Regions from separate parts of the Gossypium arboreum genome. Here region 1 is linked to region 2. A link is a contact called in public Hi-C data. All regions are on one chromosome and are shown on one strand. The core of a region is the stretch at or near the end of the contact, and the rest is flanking DNA. Distances in the headings are between cores, read along the strand shown.

Region 1 (5,526 bases), core at 1,304-3,803, 33 kb before region 2:
CTTTCATATAAACATTTAGATTCCATTTGGTTGATACTACTACTATATGAAACGGAAACTACTATAAAGCAAAAGCAAAAGCAAAAGGTAAAATGCAGTATTATAGTTGATTTATAAATGGATAAATGATTAAAATGTAGGATCAGTTAACTAAATCAGTTAAATTCTTCAGATTTAAGAGACAAATGGAAACCTACATTTTCAAATGCATTTTCAACCAATCTCATTGCTTCAAAAACCCATTTTTTTTCAAAGGCAGAGCTTTAAAAACAAACAGTTGAAAGAAAGAAAATCCACCATTGGTGGTGTTACCTTCGGGTTGGCAGTCAAGAAGCAACAATGGTGATTGGTGAACGATGATGGGTCAGTGGTGACCGGAGTTGTTAACGATGATGGTGGTGGTCGGTGGGTGTTGGGCTAGAGAAGGATTTAGAGGTGTTAATCGGGAAAAGAGAAAGAAACGGGAAAAAGAGGGATTTATCCTTGAAAGCACGAAAGAATAATGCAATCCCTTAGTGAAAGCAAAGAATTTAGTACTAACGTTGTTACCTCTTGAGTGGATTAAAATCGTGTAAATTTTCCGTTAAAACATGCTAATAATTTCTCTCTGCTCCTAAATCGATAAGATCTAGAAAATTTCTAGGAATGGGTTGAAAATCAATTGATTTTCCACAAGTATTTTGTTAAGAAATAGTTGAATCAAACAAGAAGCATATAATAAGAAGCAGGAGGAATGAAGATGTTAAATACCTTGACGAAGAAGAAGCAAGAAGATGAAGAACGGCACAAAGGGGGAATGAAAAAAGCAGCCCTAAGAAGAGAAGATATGGAAAAGCTAAGGAAAAAAATGAAATATTTATTAAAGAATAAGACATAAGAACTAGGAGGAGAAAGTACCTGGACAGATGAAGAAGAAGGAATATGCAAGACGATGAAAGCGACCAAGGGGAGCTTTTAGAAAATGTCTTACTGGAAAAAAATCGTAAGTCATTTTCCCCAAAAGCATCCCATTTTACCCGTGTTTCTGAAAATGTTTTACCGTGTAAAATATTTTCAAGCAACCAAACAGTGTAAAATGAGAAAAATATTTTCCGGAAAATCATATACAGGCAAACAAACGCACCCTAATATTGAAAAGCGAATGATAGAAGAGGAGTTTAGACTACATACATCTATTTAAATGTTGAAAAACCTTATTCTAATTAATGTCAAATAGAAGAAGTGTAGTTCTATACGGTCTTGACCTTAAGCCCTATAAAGATCCCCTTGTTTTGTTACCATATTTTATTTTTTTAATAAGGATCTAGATCATATTTTATTTTATTTAATAAAGATCTGGGTCATACAACTCTAACAATTATACTATAAAATAATATCTAAATTTGATAAAGTTATAGCTTTCATTTAAAAGAATATACATTAACCATTAGAAAAGTTAGATAGTGATGATATTATATAGAGAATTTATAATCAAAATAAAATTTTAATTCCATGATCTAAATAATTTAGTTAAATGAATGATTCAGCATTGTGCAATTTGGGAGAAATAAAGCTTAGAAAGTAATTTCATGCCACAAATGTTATTCCATTTTTCTAATAGATTAATTACAGAGGTAGTAACAACTTGTCAAAAGAGGGTGTTAATCCATTTCTACTATTTTTTTTTCTAACAGAGCAATTATAGAGGTAGTAAAAATTTGTCTAAGCTGCAGCTGCAACTGGTTATTGCGCAATTATGCATATGTAAAGGATATCAATAGTAATCGGAATAAGCTTAAGGAGGCCAAAAAAATGCTGGTTGATAAAAAGCGGGATATTGAAAGCGATACTGATAGTTCACGCAGGTCGGATGAATTGAATACCTTGCTTCGAAATGTGGCGACAAGAATAGACGAAATTGGAAGAGTGGAGAAACAACCTGTCACATACTTGTGCGGATTATGTCCATTTCGTCACTTGTATAAGCTTGGAAAAAGTATTGTGAAGAACACAAATGAGGCAACTTCTCTGTACAATGAGCTGAGAGAGTACAATGAGCTGAGAAACATACGCAGAATGCCAACACCAACTCGTCAACGTCAAAATCACAAGTGCGTGTGGGAAAATCAAGAAACAATAGTTATGCATTCATCACTCAAAGAGAAAGTGGAAGAACTGCTAGGATGGTTAAAAGATAGTAGATCGAAGAGAATTTGCATAATGGGACCCGCTGGGATAGGGAAAACAACATTGATGAAAACTGTGCGTGACATAGTAAAAAAATCTTGTGATTTTGGGTTTGACCACATCTTTTATCTGTCTGCCACTGAAACAACAGAAAGCAAACAAAAAAATATTTGGGATCTTTTAGGCAAAGGAAGGAATGAAGACACCCATCATCGAGAAAGAGAAACTGTGATATCTGAGGAGCTACGGACAAAAAAATATTTGTTGTTTCTTGATGACGTTTTGTCGGAGGTTAATCTCAAGGAAGTTGGGATTCATTCTGACCATGAATATGGAAGAATAGTGTTCGCATGCAGAGACAAATATACTGGTCACACTGATATCGATATGACACTTAAGCCGTTGTCCCCGGAGGACGCAACAATGCTCTTCTGGAAAGCAGTGGGTTCGGAAAGGATGAAAGGACCAGATGCAAAAAAAATTATTGGATTGTGTGGTGGCATGCCGCCTATACTCAATTTAATAGGCAGATGTCTACGAGGAAAGGACGACCCTAAACGGTGGCGGGATGTGAAGCGTCAACTGCAATGTCCTAATATGCAAGGATGGGAGGAATTTCAAGAATATTACAACTTCCTCAAAATTGTTTATAAGGAGCTTCCTACTGATGAGTATAAGGATTGTTTACTTTACTGGGCAATTTTCCCTCTAGATGAAAATATCAATGGAGATCATATAATTGAGTGCTGGTCAACAGAGCAGTTTTTGGAACCTGAAAGGCTGTGTGAAGCACGTGATAGAGGGTATACCATACTGGATGATTTTGTGGACAAATTTCTGCTGCAAAAAGGAGAAACGTCGGAACACTTCAAGATGTTTTTGTGGTTCCAGAAGGCAGCATTGAAGATCGCAAATGAAGAAAAAAGTGAACGTGTCTTTGTTGAAAATGGTAAAAGTATTAAAGAACTTGAATGGATACATGGAAATAGAGTCCTATTCGCTCGTACGGACCTGTCCTTGCTGCCAAAAAAGCCAGAATGTAGAGGGATGGTAACACTGTTACTTCATGAAAATAACACCAGCCACTTACCGGAGCAATTCTTTGCACGCATGCGTGACCTTAAACTTCTGGGCTTACAGGAAACAAAAATCAGAGAACTTCCTTCATCCATAACCAGATTAAGACATCTCAAAGGGCTCTTCCTATACAACTGCCATCTGTTAGTACAGCTTCCTCGGGAGATAAGGGCTCTCAAAAATCTCCAAATCCTTGTTGTACATCATGCTGGGATCTATTCTTTGCCAAGTGAGATTGGACAATTGGGAAATCTAAAATGTTTAAGAATTATATTCAAAGAAGCTGCCCAGCAAAACCAGGCCACAGCAGAAAGTAGTATGGGCGTTAAGTGTCTCAACTGCAAAAGAGAAAACACTAAAGGAAAGATAATTCCTTGTAAAGTTATTGAAAAGCTTTCTAAGCTAGAAGAGTCGAGTATTCATGTCAGCCCTATTGACAAAACCTGGCAAGAAAACGCTGATGTAATTGGAAGTGAAATCACGGAGCTGAAAGAACTGACGCATCTTCAGTTCTACTTCACCAACATGAAGTCTTTTGTATGGTTCACCCGGAACAGTAAATCATGGAATGCAAATGACGAAAAATCAAATGACAAAAAATCAAATGACAAAAAATTCAGATCTTTCAATATCTCTATTGGTCAAGACGATAGTTCGGCGTCTACAGTCTTTGAATTCTCAGCTGAAGAGAATCTCAAGTTTTCTGGAGGAAACGGATTCCCGGAGGCTGTTTTTGAGGTGCTTAAACGAGCAATTTCATTTGAGCTGATTGGTCACACCACAGCTTGCAACTTAACAGACAACCTTCCTGCTGATGCATTCAAAGAGCTGAAGAAGCTGAAGGTTTTCACGGTTGAAGAATGTACTGAAATGAAGAGCATCATAACCGGTGACGCCAATCTTACAGGAAATTCAATTTCAGCATCTGGTATTGAAAAGAGCTTGGCAATAGCATTCGAATGCCTGGAAGAGCTGCATGTAAGGAAGCTACCAAAATTGGAGAGTATCTGGCAGGGAGAGATATCATCGGAGAGCTTTAAGGCGCTCACTACTCTGACATTAAAAGAATGTGATAGTATAACAATACTTTTCAAGCTTGAGATGGTTCGTCAACTCTCGCAGCTAAAAAATCTTCAAGTTGAGGACTGTAGAGGGATTCAAGAGATTATTGAAACAAATCTTCAAGTTGAGGACTGTAGAGAGATTGAAGCCGAAGGTCCAGTTGCATCAACGTCCTTTACAAGTTTGAAGAATTTCCAACTATGTGGCTTGACAAGCTTATCTTCAATCTGTGATGCCTCGTTAGAATGGCCTTCTTTGGAGACAATACTGGTCAAGGAATGTGAAGATCTAAAAAGCCTTCCACATATCTTGCCAAATGCTTCCAAACTGACAGAAATTCAATGCGCTGAAGCTTGGTGGGAGCAACAGGATTGGCCAGAAGGAGCCCAAGGGCGTTTCAGCAACCTTCACCCTCAGCTGAATCATTAACTTCAGCAACCTTGGCCTTGATGCTAGATCAGTTGCAACAAAATGGAAGAAGCAAAAACTGCACTTTTTGGTGCATCACCCAGCTAAATAATTGAGCATGGCATAGATATTTTATGTATTTTATTTCAGAGCTACAAAGGGCTACATCTTTAGGTCGGTATCCTTCTAAATAATTGAGTTTGTGGTGCTTACTTTTATTTTATCAGATCCATCGTTGTTTAACTGTTTTTGAGTCTTCTTGTGGTACTTGATACCCTAAATCAAGGCTATTTATTATTATTAAAAAGGTGGTTTATAGTTGGTTAGGTTAGCTATAATTTGCCATCCACATCTTGTGAAGAAGATTTTCCCTGCTTTATGGTAAAAAATTTTATGTTTTTGACCTTCTCATTGGAATCCAGGGAACAACTAGAAAAGCTTGGATATATATTTAACTCTTAAAAAGCTATGGCTAACGTTAGAAAAGCTTTCTTGCTAACCCAAAATAAACTTGATATATACCTGTCTCTCTTGCCAATCATAGGAACAGGGATTGAAGTTTCATTATGATGGAATACTTTATTTGCTCTCCTACGTGCGCCGAATAATCTCCTTTTTCTAAGCGTTCAGATTTATCGTAATCTCTTGCAAAACTATATTTAATCATACATGCATGTAAATACGTACAAGTATTTGCCATTCGGTTGACAAACTTTAGCCTGACTTAGTGAGTGGCTATGCCCTTTTTTTTTTTTTTTTCTCTTGTCCTGTTTCCTTTGTTTCCACTGCGCAGCTTCATTCTCATCTTTTTTT
Region 2 (5,521 bases), core at 1,049-3,548:
ATCTCAAGATTATAAATCAACAATTTGAATATATCAACATTTAGCATATATTAGCTAACAAATCTTTCATATACGCAATTATGATATTAATCACATTCTTTACAAGTTTCTTCACACCAAAGCTTATAAATGTCACGTACGTACCTGTACCATCTCATATCATTCTCATACTCAATCACATCTTTCATTTACCTGATGAACCATTTGGAATAGAAGTCGGATACTCAAGAGTCTCGCACACTAAGTACCTATACCATGGCTCGAAGCCAAATCATGGTAGCTTATATCTGAAATATTGATATCATGGCCCGAAGCCAAATCGGTATAACTCGCACCCGAAGTGCTAATATCATGGCCCGAAGCCAACTCGATGTATCCTCTAATGACATGTCACTAGTATCCTAAGCTATTCCTAAGGTCCAACTAGGGTTTTGAATGTTAAATCATCATCAAATCACTATCGATCATATCCATATTCTTGTATTCACAATTTATGCAATATCAAAGCATATGAAATACATTTGTATCAAAACTTATAATATACGAACTTACATCGGATGTAAAAACGACGAAACAGGCCAATTAGTCGATAACTTTAGTTTTCCCTCGATCTAGATCCGAATTTCACTTTTCTTGATCTAATTGCAGGAATTTGTCTTAGCCGAATGAAGAACCCTAAAATTTTTCCTTTCTTCCCTTCAATTCACAACAAATAAGAAGATGGACACTAACTTTGCTTTTTGTTTTATTTATTTTAAGTTTATTATGCTAATTACTATTTTAACCTTAATGAAAAACCATTAATATCATCCAAATGATGTCTATCTATGTCCACTTATAATTCAAATGGTCTATTTACGACATAAGGACCTCTAATTTAAAATTCCTTAACTATTTAACACCTTTAACTTATAGAACCTTAATTTTGCACCTTACGTGATTTAGTCCTTTTTACCGAATTGAGCATTCAAAGAATAAAATTTCTTAACGAAATTTCCACGCAAACTTATTATCATGTTGTAGACATTAAAATAATAATAATAAAATAAATATTTTGACTTCAAATTTGTGGTCCCGAAACCACAGTTCCGATTTGACTAAAAACGGGCTGTTACACCAGGCCCCTGCCAGCCCCCTATATCCGCCTCTAATACTAGGATCAACCCTAAGCTTACTCCTAAATTTTTCTGGACCGATTCTCTTCCAAGTTTTATGACCAATATTACATTTATAAATCACAATTTTAGTATCAAGATCATCCAACTCCACCATCTTTATCAAAACTCAACATACTGTAGATGAAACTCATATATTAGTTTTTTTTTAAGAAACTCTAGGAAATAATTTATTGGGTTTTATTAAACAGCATAAATGTTATTGTGACAAAAAAATATTATGAATTTAAGTGTAGAGGTGTTCATGGGCCGGGTTCGGGCCGGGCTCAACTAAAAAATCATACCCATTTATTGGGCTAGAGCCGGGCCCAAAAAATGGGCTTAAAATTTTGCCCAAGCCCGACCTGGATAAAAATACTAAAACCTGAGCCCGGCCCGGCCCGGCCGTATTAATTTTTTATATTATTTTATATTATTTTTAAATATATATAATACATCAAAAATACTAAAAATATCAAAATAAAAATTTCCCAACAAATTGAAAATAAATTTTGAAAAATATGTAGACTTAAATAACACTAAGATAAATGCAACTTAACAAGAAAATGCTTCTAAAATAATAAAAATTTAACAAATGCCTTTAAAATAATAAGAAAATTAATAATAAAATAAATTTTATACAATATCCAAACAATAACAACAAAATAATAGCAACATAATAGTAAAATGGTAGCAAAATATGGAGAAAACAACAAGAAAATAACATTCAAAAATAAAAAAAATATGCAGATTTTTTTGTCCTTTAGTGAATTCGGGCTGGGGCCGGGCCCGAGCTAAAAATACCTTACCCGAGGCCTGGCCCATTTTTTAAACGGGTCTTATTTTTTTATCCAAGCCCATTTTTCGGGCTTATATTTTTACCCAAACCCTCCTACATTTCGGGCTGGCCTTCGGGCCGGGTCGGATAGCCCAGCCCATGTATACCTCTATTTAAGTGTGTTTAATTATATATTTTTTCGAATTTAAGGGTTTGTAGAATTTGAATAGAAGTCTTATATTATTTAAGGAAAAATCTGTATGATTTATGTTTTCCAGAAGTTTAGTTGGAAATGTCATTAATACAATATAATATGTAACATTGCCTACATGTTCGAGACAGTACTAGCATTTGTTTTTGCGACAGATTTGATGACCATTCTTTCACATCATGAAATCACCGCTACTAAATGTATTTTCTTTGCATTTAGACAGCCATAAGGTCCACACAACAGAAATCATTTACAAAGCTCTTTCAATTGCATTGCACTGGAGAGAGAGAGAAGGCCTCAATGGACTCCCCAACTCACCTCCGAACTGCTCATCTTTTGCAATAAGAGAAACAACTCATCACAAAAAGATGGCCTCATTAGACCCTTCAAACTCTCCCCCAAACCACTCTTTTGCACTAAGAGACGCCACAGGTCAATGCTTCTTGAGAAGCCTCTCCACCAAAGAAGCCTCTTTCAATGGTTTCCATTGCTCCCCACCTCGTTACAGCACTCCTTCTCTGCACACTTCTCCTTTATCCTCACCTCTCCGCACTTTCAACCCCAATCCTTCAAACCACACCATCAGCCTTGATGCTTCCTATAAATGCCTATCTTCGGTCCTTAAAAAAGATGGCCAGATTTTATCCATAGCTATCTCGAATGGGATCATTTACACTGGCTCCGATACAAACTTGATACGTATTTGGAAGTTGCCTGAGTTTTCAGAGTGTGGAGTGTTAAAGACTAAAGCATCCACGGTTGTTGCTCTTGCGGTATCCCATGAAAGGGTTTTTGCAGCCTATGGTGATACCAAGATTCGGGTGTGGCGAAGAACATGGGATGGTACACTGAAGCATATCAAGTTGGCAACAATACCCCGGACCAGTGGCTATGTCCGGAGCTACATTTCCAGTAAAGATAAAATGGTAATGTCCTAAAGCTAGCTGTTCATCTTGCTCTATGCATTTATGATATTTATTTGTTTTAGCAATTTTAAGCTAAGTTGCTTTTACTCTGACGTCGAACACGTTTGTGTAATACTTTGGGAATGGATTTGAGCCTTCAGAGACCCTCCAAGCACATAGAAATCTTATAAAATTCGAATATATTCGTGTAAGAGCCATACCCGTGTCCAAGATGCATTCGAATTCTACTAAAGTAGAATTGTTGTGGGGGTAACTGACCGGTGAGTTTTGGTTGAAAATGGGGAACATGGCTAATAATGAACATGAAGGGTTCTTTATGATAGGGAGAGTGAATGCTTAGCATGCATATGGGGGAGCAGAGAAAGTAAATGGGGTCCCTTTAAATTCAACTCTCAACTACTATCTGCCTAAGTTGATTTTAGAAATATCAAGCTTTCTGCATTAAATGTGATGCACTGAAATTTCCAATCTAAAGTTTCTTTTCTTCCTATAAACATGTAATGTGATGGGCATACTGCATAAAATTGAATAATGAATTGGAAAAGAGTGCTCATTGATCTTATATGTGAACGTTGTTAGGAACTTTGATTGACCGAGAAAAGGAAGAATGATATGGAAAAAGAAGGGCGAAGGGGGAGGGGATATCATGTCACAGTTCACACCTTTGACACACAATTTATTGTCTATAGATATTGGTTATCTTCTTTATGACCTTAAATTGCACTAACTTTCTGAAAATTTGGTTAAGTTATTATAGCAAGTAATATTAGGTTAGGGCATTTCACTGATGAAAATTGTAGTCACCAACTAATTTATACTGCAAAAACAGACATCGTTGACAATTCTCTCACTATATAAATGTTCACAGAGAGATATGGTTGGGAAGATTGAAAAGAAAATCAGCTAGCTTTCAAGTTTCAATCTATGCTTGCTTCGATTTTTTATTTTCTTTTTAATTATTCGTGTTTGACACTTATGTTCAAAGATGGATATGGTGAGTTCTTAAATAAGGAAATTACAGTTGCATGAGTAATTAATGTATGAACGGTTCCAGAAATTGATATTTTGCTCCCTCCCTTTACTGTTTATAGCATTTGTGATTTTTACATAATTTAGGTATACTTTGTATATGATTTTATTACAAATTTGACAGACATTGATCAATTGGTTTGCAGACGAGGCATATGGGGCCAATAACATCACTGGCAATCAATATATCAGATAACATCCTATACTCAGCATCTGTTGATAAAACCGTGAAAGTTTGGAGAATATCAGACTTCAAATGCATTGAGAACATCCCTGCACATTCCGAACCCATCAACGCCGTCGTGGTGGCCGACGATGGAATACTCTACACAGCCTCTGATGACGCCACCGTCAGAGTTTGGCGGCGCAATTTTTGCCGAGGTGCATGGCCACATTCACTCATGGTAACCTTACCAGCCAAATGCTCACCCGTCAAAACTCTAACACTAACCGCAGACGGGGGAGTCTTATACGGTGGCTGCACCGACGGGTATGTACATTACTGGCTGAAAGGCTGGGCATCGGGCCAACTGCAATACGGTGGTGCGCTCCAAGGTCACACTCATGCAGTCATGTGTTTAGCCAGTGTGTCTAACTATGTAATCAGTGGGTCAGCAGACTCATCTAGCAGGGTGTGGAGCAGGGAACATGATGGTCAACATGTATGTCTAGCCGTTTTGGTTGGGCACAGGGGACCCATCAGATGTGTGACAGCATTTTTGGGACATGCAGGGGAGGAGGTTGAAGATGGTTGCACCATCTGCACCGGGAGCCTTGATGGAGTTCTCAAGGTGTGGCGTGTAAGTCGTACAAAAAGTGGCAGTGGAGGATTTGTAAAAAATGATTATTTTGAGTTAGATGAGGGAGTTTAAATCATTTGGTTGGGTTCCCACTATCGTACAGTGTAATTGTTAATCATATATATGACTCCTGCAATTTTGTCTGTCTAGTTTATACCCACAAAAATATTTTATACCAGTAATTATATTTATAACTCAAATTTGAATGAATGTGGAACACCGATTAACTTAGGTAAAAAAAAAAAAGGTAAAGATTTGTTTGATTAAATTTTGGGTAAAAATATGATTAAGGTAGAATATTTTGATAATTAAATCTAATCTTTAATTTTTAATACTTAATTTTTAATTTAGCAAAATAATCTTAATTAAAATTAAATCGAAAATAATTGCACCCATCTGAATTTATTCCATAGGTTTGGTTCATTGTTTTAAACTTGAAAAATAGCTTTTTTTTTTCATTTTATTAATGATGTCTTAGCAAAAATTAACTTCTAAACTTTTAAGGCTCGAATATGAGTTTTATCATATACAATTGTAATGTGTGGTCTCCCTCTCACTTAATGATTTTTGTCCAATTCTTCATTTATTGTTTATGGTTCGAACTTTTCTTATATTATCTTTTG

The links. A called contact is a pair of places that touch in the nucleus more often than the background predicts.
Region 1: a contact with region 2 is called in a Hi-C map of leaf, with 2.5 times the contacts expected there. The contact joins the enhancer-like site here to the promoter of LOC108488625 in region 2. A contact is called at or near these places in 2 of 5 Hi-C or Micro-C datasets (both in leaf).

Annotation. Positions count from the first base shown.
Region 1 is chr10:36,106,733-36,112,258 of ASM2569848v2, reverse strand. All of the region lies in intron 2 of LOC108487453 (disease resistance protein SUMM2-like), which reads left to right. Among protein-coding and RNA genes, the nearest start is that of LOC108487453, 9.2 kb to the left of the region's middle. Within about 2 kb of position 2,553, at least 2 of the 2 cell types and tissues checked have an H3K27ac peak or open chromatin away from gene starts, as enhancers often do. A contact at or near this core is called in leaf, where this site is marked.
Region 2 is chr10:36,073,420-36,078,940 of ASM2569848v2, reverse strand. LOC108488625 (protein JINGUBANG-like) reads left to right here and starts at 2,298. Exons shown (of 2, transcript XM_017792915.2): 1 at 2,298-3,069; 2 at 4,245-5,098. The coding sequence starts at 2,323. The coding sequence ends at 4,970.